Linked DNA regions of Sus scrofa: all the other regions are linked to region 2. A link is a contact called in public Hi-C and HiChIP or PLAC-seq data. All regions are on one chromosome and are shown on one strand. The core of a region is the stretch at or near the end of the contact, and the rest is flanking DNA. Distances in the headings are between cores, read along the strand shown.

Region 1 (2,700 bases), core at 153-2,652, 270 kb after region 2:
GCTGCCTGTAAATTTTCCCAGGCCCCTGGGCTCTACCTGTGGATCTCATACCCCAGTAGAGTTTGGAGCTGCCCTTAGTTGGGGCGTGGCCTTCCCAGTTGTCTGTGAGGCCTGGACACTGGAGGCCACACCTCCTTTCCCCTCTGCCTCCCTGTGCCCCTAGCGCAGGGCCGCGGGTATAGCATGGCTGAACTTGGCCTGACAAAGGAAGCCTTACACTTGGACAGGGAGGCCTGGACCACGACCCATTGTGACCACTGACTAGCTATTGACCTTGGAAAGTTAACTTTTTTGTCTGGACAATAGAATCCCCATGCATACAGTGAAGCGGGTGAGCTACACATTCTTTGAGGCTTGTCTCTAATACTCTATGATTATGTGATTTCTAGCAAATGCCCTCTCTCTCTCTCTCTCTCTCTCTCTCTCTCTCTCTCTCTCTCTCTCTCTCTCTCAACACACCCAGGGGCATACATGCATCCTACCTCCCATCTCACTTCTCCCTTTCCTAGATGACTCAGACACACAACATGAAACACACATCTCTCCAGATGAATGCTCCTCAGCCTGACATTTGATCTTAACAATATCAACATGACATCGTCCCCAGCGCCCATGGAATACACAGCTCAGCACCACGTGTCCAATTCTTTCCAGGTTCCAGAACAGTTTCGCCCAGGATCCCACAGAATTCCATAAAAACCTGTTCCTTTGCCCCATCTCACAGAAGAGGGTTTGAAAGCCATCACATCACTAGCTAGTAAGTCGTCTCCCCTCCACGGAAGCCGCTGCTCCCTTCCCAGGGGCGCCAGGCACAGTAGAGCATCCTTCTTCTCTGTGTGGGAGGGAGAGGGAGGCAGGAAGGGAGCGGTTGAGGTTCAAAAAAAGAGAAGAGAAAGCAGAAGAGATGGGGAAAGAGGAAGGGAGAGAAGAGGGTAGCTACCTTCCTGATACTGGGGGAAAGCCCTCCCACCTCAACCTGCCCTCAGCTCATGGCGCCTCGCGCCTCCTAGGATCTGGAAGCCAAGGGTTTTTCTTCCCACCCTCTGCCACTTCCCTGCCCTCCCCTGGTCTCTCTCCACTCTTAGGCTGCCCTAAAAAGAATGTCCACTGCAACCTCCCTCCAGCTGTTTGTTTGATCTTTTTAAAAGTCTCTCGCTTATCAGTGGCATATGCTCCAACTAAAAAATAGACCTTGGGCATTCAGGATGGGAAAGAGTATTGAATGGCAACAGCCAGCCTTGTGCCAAGGGTGTGGGCAGCCCCTGGATACCTCTGATGACCAGATGTCCTGGATTTGCCTGGATGGTCCTAATTTAAAACATTCTAGCCTCTTGTCCCTGCGAGTGCTTTCACACTTGTCAGACCATGTGTCCTATTTGGGGTTTGGAAAATATAGTTACCAGATGGATATCTGATATCCAAGCATCAAACTGGCCCAGTGTGAGCATCACGGGGGTGGAAAGAGGACAAGCATTGGAGCCAGATGGATCTGGGGTCAACCAGCTCAGCCACTTACTATCTATGTGGCTTTAGGCAGTTTTTATTTTCTAAGCCCTGGTTTCTTCATTGAGAGAATAAGTAGTTTGCCTATAAGTCAGCCCCGTGGACTTTGACTTAAAAAAACTACTGCTCATAGATACTTAATATCTCCCAGATGTTTCTGCCTTTCTGTCTGTACTGTCATATTGTTTGGATTTGGGTCAAATCTGGTGTGTTTCTATTTAAAGCATTAGCATAAATGCATGGTTCAGAGTGTCATCTTTGTTTGGGGGGGGGCATGCCCACAGCATGTGGAAGTTTCCCAGGCCAGGGATTGAACTCGAGCTACAGCAGTGACAATGCCAGATCCTTAACCTGCTGAGCTGCCAAGGAACTCTCAGAGTGCCATCTTAAACAGCAAGGATAACAGCAACCAAAATATCCCAAAAGATATAAAATGCCCTTCTTTCTGCCTCTTCATCCATTCCAAATCTTCCTCATTCCTTAAAAGCCCATTCAACAGAGTCGAATGTCTCTAACAGTTTCTCACAGGTTGATCTTTCCCCAGCCACTTCGGAGCATGGGGAGGCTGATCTAGATCCCTGCTGGAGGCTGCAGCTGCTTTTGCTTCTGCTCTCACCTCCCTCTAACTCACCTGTCACAAGCCCAGCACGTGGACCTTCTTTGAGCCCCTCTCCCCACCTGGTACCCAGGGGCCAAGGCGGACAATGACAGGTGGGTCCACTGTAGAGCTGGCCAAGTGCTATAGCTGATCCCCAAGTCCCACGAACCTACTGTTGGCCTTAGCCTGGTCACTTGACCTTTCTTGGCCTCAGTGCCCTCATCTGAAAACTAGGATTAGGTTTCCTATATCTGATGCCCTTGAGATACACTTTCAAAGCCTGACTGTTGCCCTGTCATTGAACAAGGCTCTCCTCCTTCATTCCCAAGCCTCCCTCAGCTCTTATTTCCAGGCACTTCAAGCATAAATTCAGCATTTAAAAAAAAAAACCTCCAACACCTGGCATTCAGAAGCTTGCCGAATCTGGCCATATTCCAAGCTTCTCAAACCTATTTTCCACTCGGCACACACTTTTGGTTCCAGCCACGCCAGGTTCCTCAAGGCCTGCTCGTGCCTGCCTCCACCTCTGCCCAGCCGATTCCCTTCATCAGGTATGCCCCCTGCCCACGTAGTCAAGGAGGTCTCCACTTCTAGCATGA
Region 2 (2,700 bases), core at 196-2,695:
GAGCTGGCATAGTTCTCCCCAGGGAAAGTACCAGAGAGGCCTGGCTCAGAGGAAGTGGGAGGTTTTACTTGCTTGGCATCGTCACGGGGAAAGAGTGATGGATCGTGGCAGATACCATCTCTCTCTCCACCGACTTGGCAGGAAGCTGGTCCAGTGTGGGGAGTGGAGCGTTCCCTCTGGGCATGTGAGTACGCCCACTGAGCCAGCACGCTTGCTCCTGTCCTCTCTGCAGTCAGAGGGAGATTCGTGTGCTCAAGAGACAGCTGCAGTGCCGCACAACCCTTCACAGCTTCTCTCCACCGGCACTGGCTGTACGGCCATTTGCTCTGGAGGACCCAGTGTCCATTCTCCCTCGTCCCTTGGGATCAGGCCCTGATTTTATGGGAAGGGTCCATGAAACTACATTCCCAAGCACCCCTGCAGCTGGAGTGGCCCAGAAGATGCAAGCACAAGGCATTAGATGGGTCTTCAAGGGGGGCTGACCAAGTGGGAAGGGACCCCGGGCCCCTTGCCCTCCCACCTCTTCCTCTCTGGGTGCAGAGGTGACGGTGAGAACATAAGCAATCATCTAGGCCCACAAGGCCCATGAAGCAGTCATGCTAGAAGGATGACTAAGGAAGAATCTGGAAGGAAATCTAGCTCCCAGTGATTTTGTGGACCTGCTGCTCTCTGCAGGTATCTTTCAGGTGAGCAAATAAACCCCTAGTTTGATGAAGTCAGATTTGTGATTTGGGCTCTGTTACTAATCATACAGAATCCCTGCCAGATATATAGGCAGATTGGGAAAGTAGTGAGCTCCTTGGCACTGGAGATGTGCAAGCATCCACTGTAGGGTTAGGGGTGAGGGTGCTGGCAGGGAGGGGTGAGTAAGAGCAGAGTATGAACCAGAAGCCTTCAGTATTTGGTGCTTGGTACTCCTGCTGCTCTTATATGCACCATAGGAAACCTACAGGGGGTTCGGCCCCAGCCTGTTATGACTTTTAGTCCAATGGCTTTAATCTGAACCTCAAAACAGTAGGCTAAAAAGATAAATTCCCCACAACTTAGGGGACTCTTTGAATCTTCTGCTTCTAAAACCTGAGGCTTTGCAGTAGAAGAAGCCTGGGGGGCTGAGGTGCAGGTGGCCCCGGGGACAACTCCCATTTCAGCGCGATTGTCCTTTGGGCCTATAGGGGGCACTAGGGAACTGCAGATGCCCGTCTCCTCTCTGGCTGGGGTTCCACCATCCCGACCCAGAGCCAAGGAGCAAGGAAAGAATGGGGCTGGGGCTGGGGCTGGGTTATAATGGGTGGGAACGAGATCCTCTCTCTTTCCCCTGTTCTTCGTAAAGATCTAAAAATGCAGAGCATCCGGTTTTAAAGTTCAGAAGAAAGTCCAGCCCCCTCCCCGCCGCTCGACTCTGCAGCGAGAACTTGACATTACTGTCCCTGAATCTGAGGCTGGGAAGAGGCCTTGGAGACCAGCCAGTGGTCCTCACCACTCATTCAGCAAATGAGGAAGATGGAGGCTGGAGAAGGGAAACGCTGGGTCCAAAGCCACCCAGGGCAGGGTGGCAGTGGCAGCACAGGGACAAGAATCTGGGCCTTCCAATTTCCAGTCTAGAGTTCTTTCCAGCATGCCCACCATCATTTTCCAGCCCTGGGATGGGAAGGTGGGGGAGCTCTGGCAAGGCTGGGGGTCTGATGTGAACTGGAATCTGTTTAATTTCACCTCTCATTGCTTCTGCCAGCTCGCCAGCACTGGCTGACGGAGGCAATTAGAACCAGACATCCCAGAAGGGCATTCCAGGGAGATCTCTTAAAATTCCACAGCAGCTGGGGACTTGCCTTTTCCTGCAGGGATCATCTGGTGTGTAAATACCCAGTTGTGTAAGTCATGGGCTGGAGAGGAGGGTGCTGGTACACACACACACACACACACACACACACACAGAGGCTATCTCTCAAAATGCACTCATCCACAGACAGAAAAATAGAGAAATTTTCGGTAGCAATCTCTTTCCTGTCTTACCTCCCAAAGAGAGAAGTTAGCAATTTACAGGCCACCCTGGGAACATCTAATTACTTGCTTGTAAGGGGTGAGGACTGTTTGCACTGGGCGTGGGTGGCAGAGGGGTGGGGGGCATTCCTGTTTTTCTTCCACCCCCTGCAGATGGCTGCTCACCACCGCTGAGCTCTGGGCCACAGCCAAGGGGTGTCGGCGGCCAGCTCAGCTAATGCATGAGCACCAGACCCTGGCTCAAAGGTGTTGTCTCAGTTTCTCGGTGGGGAAATTGAGCCTCCAAAAGGCAAGACAGCAGAGCAGGGAACCCCACCTCAAGAGTCCCCTGGTGGCCTAGTGGATTAAGGATCTGGCGTTATCCCTGCCGTGGTGCAGGTTCGTTCCCTGGCCCGAGAACTTCTGCATGCCGAGGGCATGGCCAGAAAAAGGACCCCCGGTCCAGGACTCCTTACTGGGACTCAACCACCTGTGATAGACAGGGGTGGTGGCAACCAAAACAGAGTCATGTGTTGAAGGCAGCCTTCTCTATTCTCGGGGCTCCCATTCCACACTCGTCATCAGGAAACCTCGCTTTTACCAATAATGTGCCCCCATGAAATTGACCCATGTTCAAGTAAACCCAGAGGGTCTTTTGCTAGCGGTCAGTGGGAAATGGTGCAAGACCCTGGCAGGTGGGAGAACCGCGCACCTTCCTTAATC
Region 3 (2,700 bases), core at 173-2,672, 290 kb after region 2:
CAGCTGGCTCTTTGATAGTGGACTTCTCAGCCTTCAGAACTATGAGATATAAATGGTTATCATTTAAGCCACCTGGCCTATGGCATTTTGTTATGGCAGCCAGATCCAACTAAAATAGGGTCTTTAGAAAAAGCAGCTTTTGATGTCAGTTTTTTTTTCACATGGACTCATTAAAAATAAACACAAAGGATGGGGTGGACGGAGAGTTTGGGGTTAGTAGATGCAAATGATTACATTTAGAATGGATAAGCAATGAGGTCGTGCTGTATGGCACAGGGAATCACATCCAATCTCTTGGGATAGATGATGATGGAAGGCAATACAAGAAAAGGAAACTATGTATGTATGTGTGACTGGGTCACTTTGCTGTACAGCAGAAATCGGCACAACATTGTCAATCAAATATACTTTCATTAAAAATAAATAAATAGGTGGGAGTTCCCATCGTGGCTCAGCAGTAACGAATCCGACTCAGATCCATGAGGACACAGGTTTGATAGCTGGTCTTGCTCAGTGGGTCAAGGATCCAGCATTGCTATGAGCTGCAGTGCAGGTCACAGACTTGGCTCAGATCCCGCGTTGCCGTGGCTGTGGTGTAGGCCAGCAGCTGCAACTCTGATTCAACCCCCAGCCTGGGAACCTCCATATGCCTCAAGGGCAGCCCTAAAAAGAAAATAAATAAATAAACAAAAAAAGACAAAGGCAACCAAACCAAAAGACATTTTCCCAGGCATCTCCCATGGAGACTGTGGAGCCAAAAAAGCCATTCCCTGCTCTGAAGAGGACCAGTGGCAGAAATGAACCAAGTACGGAAATAATTATGATCGAGGGCATAAAGTGACTGGTGTATTTTTGCGGGACACACACTTGGAGACCGCGGAGGAAGGAGGGCTGGATTGTGGCTAAAATTGGAGGGAGGGGAGGCAGAAGGGGAGAGCTGCAGGGAGAAAGTGGCATCTGAGGAATGAGGTAGCCGTGCTTGCACAGAAAGGAGACTGGGATGACAGCAAAAAGCTGAGGCTACAAGACAGGAAGTGAGAGGAGGGGGAGGGAGCTTTCAGGGACTCACGACTGGTCTAGCCTTTTCTGCAGCAGTGCTTGCCAATGAAGCTGGAAAGAAACTCCGCGCTGGCTGCAGCAGGGATGATCAGGGGTCTCTGGCCCCTGCGGCTCCTTGGAGCTCAGGTTTAAAAGCATAAGGGACTGGGACATGTCATATTCCTAGCTTCCAGGCTCACCTCTCCTGAAATGGATCCCCCCCCACTTCAAGCCCCACCCGTTGCACAAGGAGTGAGGGTGGACAGCTGAACAACCAGTGTGGCCTCCCGAGTGGCCGTGGGAAGGGGTGGCCTATCTGCTCCCTCTCACTTGCTTCCGCCCACTGTGAAATCCGCATCAGCTGGAGGTCCCCAAGAGATCCGTTTCCATCTGTTCTGGGAATGGCTGTTGGGAAAGCCTCAGGATCAGAGAGCACAGCTCAGCCTATAGGAGGTGTGACAGGGCAGCCTGGGGTGGGGGTTGGGAAGGAGCCCACTGCAAAGGCATGTTCAGCCAGCCCCGGGAACAGCTGCCCGGCCATGGGGCCACAAGGCTTCCAGCTTCCCAGCCGCTCTCAAATCACCCATTTTTGTAGCCCAGTTGCTAATGATGTAATTAAGTTCATCAGAAAGCCATCTGTTCTGGTTTTCATACAGTGGGCATGCTCTGAGGGAAGCCGACCAGAGTCAGGGGACTTGAGCGACTAAATGAGCAGGGCCCTTGATGTCCCCAAGGGCCTGGCAACTCCCCCTCAACCCCAGACTTCATCTGTCTTTAATTAGACCGGGAAGCATCCTCAGCCAAGACCCCAAGACAGACTTGCAAGTCCCAGGGCTCCCTACCACCTGCTAGCCCTGGCCTGCATGAGCTCCACGCAGCTCTGGGAGACTGGACAGGGCGTACCCTCTTGAGCAAGTGTGAGAGGAGCAGCTGTTCCATTCAAGCGTATTGTCTTAGCAGTTCCCTCCAAAAGCAGAGCTGGAAACAAAGGTCTCCATCAGGTATTCATTTGGGTAATGGTCCCTCCTGGAGGCAGGAGGGAGGTTCTGTTGCAGGGGGAGCAGGGAAGAAGGGAGAGCCTCGCCAAGGATGCATGACTGTGGCAGCATGCACTTGGGGACCCAGCGCTCCAATCCTTGGAAACTCCCAAAGGGCTTTATGAAAAGCATCTCAGAACTGCTCACCCAAGGGTCGAAAGGGGGAAGCATTTACCTGTAGGTTCCTGTCTTTATCAGTCAAGGGTGGGCCCATGCAGTTCCAGGATGCACATTGGTTAGTGTCCTTGCCACACAGCAGAAGCCTGAGGAAGTGAGAGGTACGTGAGATGGCCTCAGGGTGGGGTGCGCCCCAAGCACCCCCATAAAGCTGCTTAAAGCCTATGCACACATAGGTTCTGTGCCATGGCTGCTGGCAGAGGGCCTGAGGAGGAGACAGTCTCTGGAACGCCTTGGAAGGCTGTGTCTGCTTCTACCATGTCTGTCCTAAGTCCGAAGTACCAGCTAAACCTGCTTGAGGCCTGCCCCTCGCTAAGATGCTGTATTAGATTTTTATTGCTGCTGTAAGGAATCCCCACAGACATAGTATCTTCAAACAACACAAATGTATCATCTGATGGCACTAGAGCTCCAAAGTCCAAAATGGGTCTCAATGGGCTAAAATCAA
Region 4 (2,700 bases), core at 25-2,524, 370 kb after region 2:
CTGACTGGTTTCATGTGCTAATGAGTCACGGCCCTGAGTCAATCCTTGTCCAGGAAAAGCTGCCTCTTTAAATTCCCTGGAGGGGGCCTGGTGGAGCCCAAAGCTGACCTGGAGATGGGCACTGCTCCAACTCCTGGTCACCTTGGCGATGTCACCTGCCCTCACTGAACTCCAGTTTCTTTATCTGTAAAATGGGAGCTTTGAATGATGTGGTCCTGGGGTTCCTCCAACTTGGAGCCCCAAATCCCCTGAATTGCCCTCCCCAGAGGCCTGCCCCCCCTTGAATGAGAGTCAATAGGTGCATACAATGTGAGTAGCTGAGTGACTGGATTTTGGGTTTCAGGTGACCTGACAGCAGCAGGCATTTCCCTGCCACCTCCGGGTCAGCTTCTCTCCTCTCCCTGTGGCTCTGTATTTCTTTGAGCTGGGGGAGGCTGTTATGGAATCCAGTGTAGGCTCAGACCTGGAGGTCACCCACCTCAAGGGAGTCAGGGAGCTCCCTCTTACCTCCCCTCCCCCCGGGCCATGGACAGAGTGGCCAGCCTGGGCCTGTGGGTCTGGACAGTGACCCTTCTGTAGGATTGGTCCCCTTTCCTTCTGTCCTGTGGGAGGCTAGTCTTCTTAGTTCTGAAGAGTGTCCCTGGGTACAGTTAAGGAGGTGGTGAAGGCGGGAAGAGGAAATCTTGAAGGGGACCCAGGGCTGCCTGGAATTGTCCCAACCTCTGAGTGAGAGAAGAAAAAAACAAAAAATCTCTGAGTTGGGGTGAGGAAGGTTGTTTAAAGGCAGCAGCGAATTGGGGTGAAAGAGCGGGGTGGTGGGTATGGAGAGAGAAAGACACAGGACATGAGACTGATATGGTATTCTGAGAGCACAAAGCTGGACGCCGGTTCCTGTCCCACAGCTGGATCTCAGGGCTCAGGCTGAGACTCTCAATATCTTGATCTCTCTTTCATCCTCCCTTCCCCTCAGCCCCCCCCCCCATCTTCTGTTGCTTCCGTGGTTTGCATTATCTTCTGCCAAGCCCCTCGGGACCTGCCATAAGTCTTACCCCCACTCCAGGAACTGTGCACAGACGCCACTGAGAACAGAGCCCTCCACGCCAGAAACAGCACACGGGCTTCTGCTCAGCCTCTGTGGCCTTGGACCAGCTCCCGGGAAGGGCCCCTGCCTGGTGACAGGCACCCACACAGCCTGCCTCACAGAGGCTGCACTGTGGGGAGCCCCTACCTCCCAGAGGAACAGGCAGGCGTGCTCACAGCCACCCCTCGGCCTAGGCTCAGCCAGGTCCAAGGCACAAGGCTTCTCTCCCAAGGGACTAAGCTCGCAACTCACTGACCTTGAGAAAGTTATTTTTGTCTCTGCAGACTTCCCTTTCCCTGTTTTTAAATAGATCGGAGATTTATGCAGCTTAATTCATAAAGAAGCTTCATGGAAAAAGCCTGACTTTTTCTGAAGTGTTTTGGTTTCCTGAGAAGAACCCAAGGTTCCAGGAAACCTCCTGGAGCTGTCACAGACGCATGTGTACACGTACACACACACACACACACACACACACACACACACACACAGTGCACAGACTGGCCCCCAAGCTCACACTACACCACACTGATTCCTAACTGGGCGGGGATGCCCCGGGACAGGGACATGGCTTTGTGCGCTACTGGGTCCCCTACAATGTAGTGGGGAATAAAGTTTTGGAATAAAGTTAATGCTCAATACATGTGTATTGAATGAATGTGCTTGACACACACTGCCCGTGTCCCCTCGGCCCCCCTCTCCCCGCCAGGTGCTGGCCACTGTGCCCTTAAGCTGCTCACGGTCCAGGAGAGAGACAAGCTCATAAACAAATACAGCCAATACAGAGTGTTAAGGGCCAGCAGGACAGAAGAGAGCGCACAAGAAGGCTCAGAGGAGGAAGAGAGGGTTCAGCTCTGCCCCGTGGGGGTGTGGGGACAGGAGGCTGAAGGCTCTGAGCATTGATGGAAGGGTGGGATTTCATTAGCCTGATAAGAGGGGTGGTGAGGGGTGGTGCTGATGGCAGAGAGCTTTCCTTCCTTAGTAGGAAAACGTGTTCAAAAGCAGAGAGCCCTGAAACAGCATGGAAATCAGGGAGGCAGGGTGCTAGGAGATGGGGGGAGGGCGGGGGACGAGGGGCTGGATGGGGAGGATTGGATCCTGTAGGTCATTATGTTGGAGTTCCCGCTGTGGTGCAACGGGATTGGCAACGTCTCTGCAGGACCAGGATGCAGGTTCGATCCCTGGCCCGGATCCAGCGTTGCAATAGCTGGGACATAGGTCACAACTGCAGCTGGGATCTAATCCCTGGCCGGGTAATTCCATATGCCACAGGGCAGCCCAATACATACATACATACATACATAAAGACATTATATCCCAGTGTTTTCTAGGGATTCCTATGCTGAACTTTGACCTTCTTGGGACCTTAAACTGTAATAGTCTTACTCTTCTCTCTGCTGACTGAGAATCTATACAAGCATGATGGGCTTACACACACCCTCCCCGTAACTCTGAGACTCCCCCCACTCCCACGTCTGTCTCTACACCAGGGCCCCTATGTTGGAAAGCGTTACTTGGGAGGATCATTTAATCTATCATCCAAACTGCTTCAGTTTGGGGAGTGAAAGGGGTCACTATGAATAACTGGACCAGGGCAAGGAGCAAGAACTTGGACTATTCTG
Region 5 (2,700 bases), core at 156-2,655, 350 kb after region 2:
CGCCGCCCCCCGCCTCCCTGCCCCCGGGGCGCGCGCACACACACTCACACACGCACGCACACACACATCCTCCCGGCCCGGCCGCAGCCGCGGCGGCAATAAAACATCCTGGCACGTGCTTCGGCTCCAGGCGCGCCCTCGCCGGCCGGCTGATGTCAAACTGCAGCTCGGCTGGTGTAGCTCTTAAAGGGCCCGCGCGCGACGGGTGTCGAGGTTGCCCTGGTCGCTCGCGGGGCGAGAAGGAGGGAGCGGCTGCCACTCGGCTCGCCACCTCTATGTGCAGCAAAACTGAGAGCCCACGGGTGGAAAGGGAAAGGGTGGCCAGGACGCGCGCGCGTCCCTGAGGCATTGCCATCAAAGCCCTCCTTGTTCATCTTTCATTTGAAATTCCATTTCCTTTCTGCTCAGTTGGAAATTATTCTGATTGTTTCCTGGGGAAGCGCTAGGTTCAAGGCCTCAACTCCGTAACAGAAATGAGAGACAGGCTGGGGTAGGGGTGGAGGGCGGGGATCAAAAACCACTTTGCTCTGAAAAACCTGCAAATGTAAGTAAGATGGAGGCACTTTTTCCTTTTCTGCATGCAGAAAGGAATTTTGTCCTTTTTCTGCATGGTCGACTTTCACCCCCCACCCCCGGAATGTGCGGAGTCTGAGCGGGAAATCACTTAGATGTTTCTGTAAGTCACACCCTTGCACATGTTCCCCCTTTTTCTTTTAACCATGCAATTATAATCTTTTATCCCTGTCCTTCTAAACCTTTTTAAAAATATATTTCAAGTGAACTTATTAGTGTCAAAGCAGCTCTATTACACGCGAATGGAAATAAGCAGCAAAGACCCCAGCCTCCAAAGAAATAAACTAGAGTAGATCAAACCCAATGCAGAAAAATCCTCTCTAAAGCAAAGCCCAGTAGGGAGAGTAACAAAGGGTTAAAATCCTTTTGATTGACGTTGTAGCCTCTGGTGCCCCGGGCTCAGGCGCGCGCCATTGGCCGCCAGGCCTTGTGCCTGGCGGCCAATGGGGGGGCGCGGTCCACGAGCGGTGCCGCGTGTCTCCTCCTCCCATTGGCTGAAAGTTACTGTGGGAAAGAAAGTTTGGGAAGTTTCACACGAGCCGTTCGCGTGCAGTCCCAGATATATATAGAGGCCGCCAGGGCCTGAGGATCACACTGGATCCGGGAGCTGGTGCTGATAACAGCGGAATCCCCCGTCTACCTCTCTCCTTGGTCCTGGAATTGCGCTACCGATCACCAAGTAGCCATAAGATATAATAAACCTTCAGCACTTGCTCAGTAGCTTTGCGAAAGTCTCAAGTAAAAGAGACATAAACAAAACAATTTTTTTTGGTGTGAAGAACTCCAAAAATAAAATTCTCTAGGGATTAAAAAAAAAAAAAAAAAAAAAAAAACAGAAAATGCCAGCTGATATAATGGAGAAAAATTCCTCGTCCCCGGTGGCTGCTACCCCAGCCAGTGTCAACACGACACCGGATAAACCAAAGACAGCATCTGAGCACAGAAAGGTAAGGGCAATACCTGTATCTCTCCACAGCCCCTAAGAGATTAAGTCGGGATGGGTGGGGGCTCCTTTCTCCCTTTAAACCCTGGGGTGAAATGTCAAGTCTCATGGGAACTCAGGGCTCTTTTTCCTCCCCCCTCCCCTTTTACAGTCATCAAAGCCCATCATGGAGAAAAGACGAAGAGCAAGAATAAATGAAAGTCTGAGCCAGCTGAAAACACTGATTTTGGATGCTCTTAAAAAAGATGTAAGTGGGTAATATTGCCTTTTTTAATTAAAAAAATTGAAATACTATTTCTTTGGTATTAAGAACCAAACCCCTTTGTCAGCGAGATCTCCCCCGCCTGCACTGCGTTCCCTTAGGCGGGAGGGCTGGGTCTACTCTACCCGGGGTCTGGGGGATGTTGGCGACGCGGCGGAGAGGAGGGACCCCCCACCCCCAGCACTCCGAGGCCGCTGGCAGTCTCTCACGTTCCTCCCTTGCCTCCTTTTCTGTGCAGAGCTCGAGGCATTCCAAGCTGGAGAAGGCGGACATTCTGGAAATGACAGTGAAGCACCTCCGGAACCTGCAGCGGGCGCAGATGACGGGTGAGGGCGGCTGGCCGCGTCCCCCTCTGCGGGCGTCCCTCTCGCCCCGCGGTGATTTCTTCCAGACTTCCGCCCGTGGTTGTGAGAGGCATTCAGCTACATTTTACTGCCTTGGCTCATTCTTGCGTTCCCACGGTCTGGGGCTTATTTATAGCCACAACTCCAAGTTGTTACTGTTCCGGAAAGGGAGGGAGAGAGGTTGTAGTGGCGAGGGCGGCGGGCGGCTTGGCCAGGGGGAAGCGGGTGGGGGCGAAAAGACTTAGAAGCGTGGCGGTCTTTAAGCTGCGCGGAGCCTGGGGTCATCTGGTTTAGCACTCCACTACAGAAGGAAAAATAAGGCTTGGTGGTGGAGAAGGGGGGAAGGGCATTATCCAAGGTCAAATCGCGCGGGGGTTAGGGGGAGGCAGATCTGAGGTTGAGATCGGTTTAAATGGAGCGACTGAGAGCAGAGAGGGAGCGTCTCGGCTTTGGTCGCCAAGCTAGGATGGAGAAGCGATTGTTTTTTCCTAAGCCCATCCTAGTAGCCAGAGGCAGTTCTACGGGCGGGTGGTCAGGGAGGCGCACTGCGGGGACCTCCCAGGGCGGAGGAGGTGGCC

What was found. A called contact is a pair of places that touch in the nucleus more often than the background predicts. HiChIP or PLAC-seq counts read pairs in DNA pulled down with a chosen protein or histone mark.
Region 1: a contact with region 2 is called in an H3K27ac HiChIP or PLAC-seq map of skeletal muscle, with 7 times the contacts expected there. The contact joins two enhancer-like sites. A contact is called at or near these places in 7 of 47 Hi-C or Micro-C datasets (embryonic fibroblasts, fetal skeletal muscle, heart right ventricle and 2 more) and 1 of 2 datasets of contacts at active chromatin or transcription factors (skeletal muscle).
Region 3: a contact with region 2 is called in a Hi-C map of skeletal muscle, with 5 times the contacts expected there. The contact joins two enhancer-like sites. A contact is called at or near these places in 3 of 47 Hi-C or Micro-C datasets (heart right ventricle, liver and skeletal muscle) and 1 of 2 datasets of contacts at active chromatin or transcription factors (skeletal muscle).
Region 4: an H3K27ac HiChIP or PLAC-seq map of skeletal muscle shows a contact between it and region 2. The contact joins two enhancer-like sites. A contact is called at or near these places in 5 of 47 Hi-C or Micro-C datasets (blood, embryonic fibroblasts, liver and 2 more) and 2 of 2 datasets of contacts at active chromatin or transcription factors (alveolar macrophages and skeletal muscle).
Region 5: an H3K27ac HiChIP or PLAC-seq map of skeletal muscle shows a contact between it and region 2. The contact joins the promoter of HES1 here to the enhancer-like site in region 2. A contact is called at or near these places in 3 of 5 promoter capture datasets (fetal liver, fetal skeletal muscle and liver), 27 of 47 Hi-C or Micro-C datasets (adipose tissue, alveolar macrophages, blood and 16 more) and 2 of 2 datasets of contacts at active chromatin or transcription factors (alveolar macrophages and skeletal muscle).

The regions. Positions count from the first base shown.
Region 1 is chr13:131,061,404-131,064,103 of Sscrofa11.1, forward strand. No RefSeq gene overlaps it. Among named protein-coding and RNA genes, the nearest start is that of HES1, 73 kb to the right of the region's middle. Within about 2 kb of position 1,403, at least 3 of the 83 cell types and tissues checked have an H3K27ac peak or open chromatin away from gene starts, as enhancers often do. A contact at or near this core is called in skeletal muscle, where this site is marked.
Region 2 is chr13:130,789,381-130,792,080 of Sscrofa11.1, forward strand. No RefSeq gene overlaps it. Among named protein-coding and RNA genes, the nearest start is that of OPA1, 170 kb to the left of the region's middle. Within about 2 kb of position 1,446, at least 17 of the 83 cell types and tissues checked have an H3K27ac peak or open chromatin away from gene starts, as enhancers often do. A contact at or near this core is called in adipose tissue and skeletal muscle, where this site is marked.
Region 3 is chr13:131,079,374-131,082,073 of Sscrofa11.1, forward strand. No RefSeq gene overlaps it. Among named protein-coding and RNA genes, the nearest start is that of HES1, 55 kb to the right of the region's middle. Within about 2 kb of position 1,423, at least 7 of the 83 cell types and tissues checked have an H3K27ac peak or open chromatin away from gene starts, as enhancers often do. A contact at or near this core is called in skeletal muscle, where this site is marked.
Region 4 is chr13:131,157,722-131,160,421 of Sscrofa11.1, forward strand. No RefSeq gene overlaps it. Among named protein-coding and RNA genes, the nearest start is that of HES1, 23 kb to the left of the region's middle. Within about 2 kb of position 1,275, at least 28 of the 83 cell types and tissues checked have an H3K27ac peak or open chromatin away from gene starts, as enhancers often do. A contact at or near this core is called in skeletal muscle, where this site is marked.
Region 5 is chr13:131,134,565-131,137,264 of Sscrofa11.1, forward strand. HES1 (hes family bHLH transcription factor 1) reads left to right here and starts at 1,406. Exons shown (of 4, transcript NM_001195231.1): 1 at 1,406-1,520; 2 at 1,668-1,763; 3 at 2,017-2,104. The coding sequence starts at 1,413. LOC102164131 (a long non-coding RNA gene) reads right to left here and starts at 1,015. Exons shown (of 8, transcript XR_002337825.1): 1 at 1-1,015.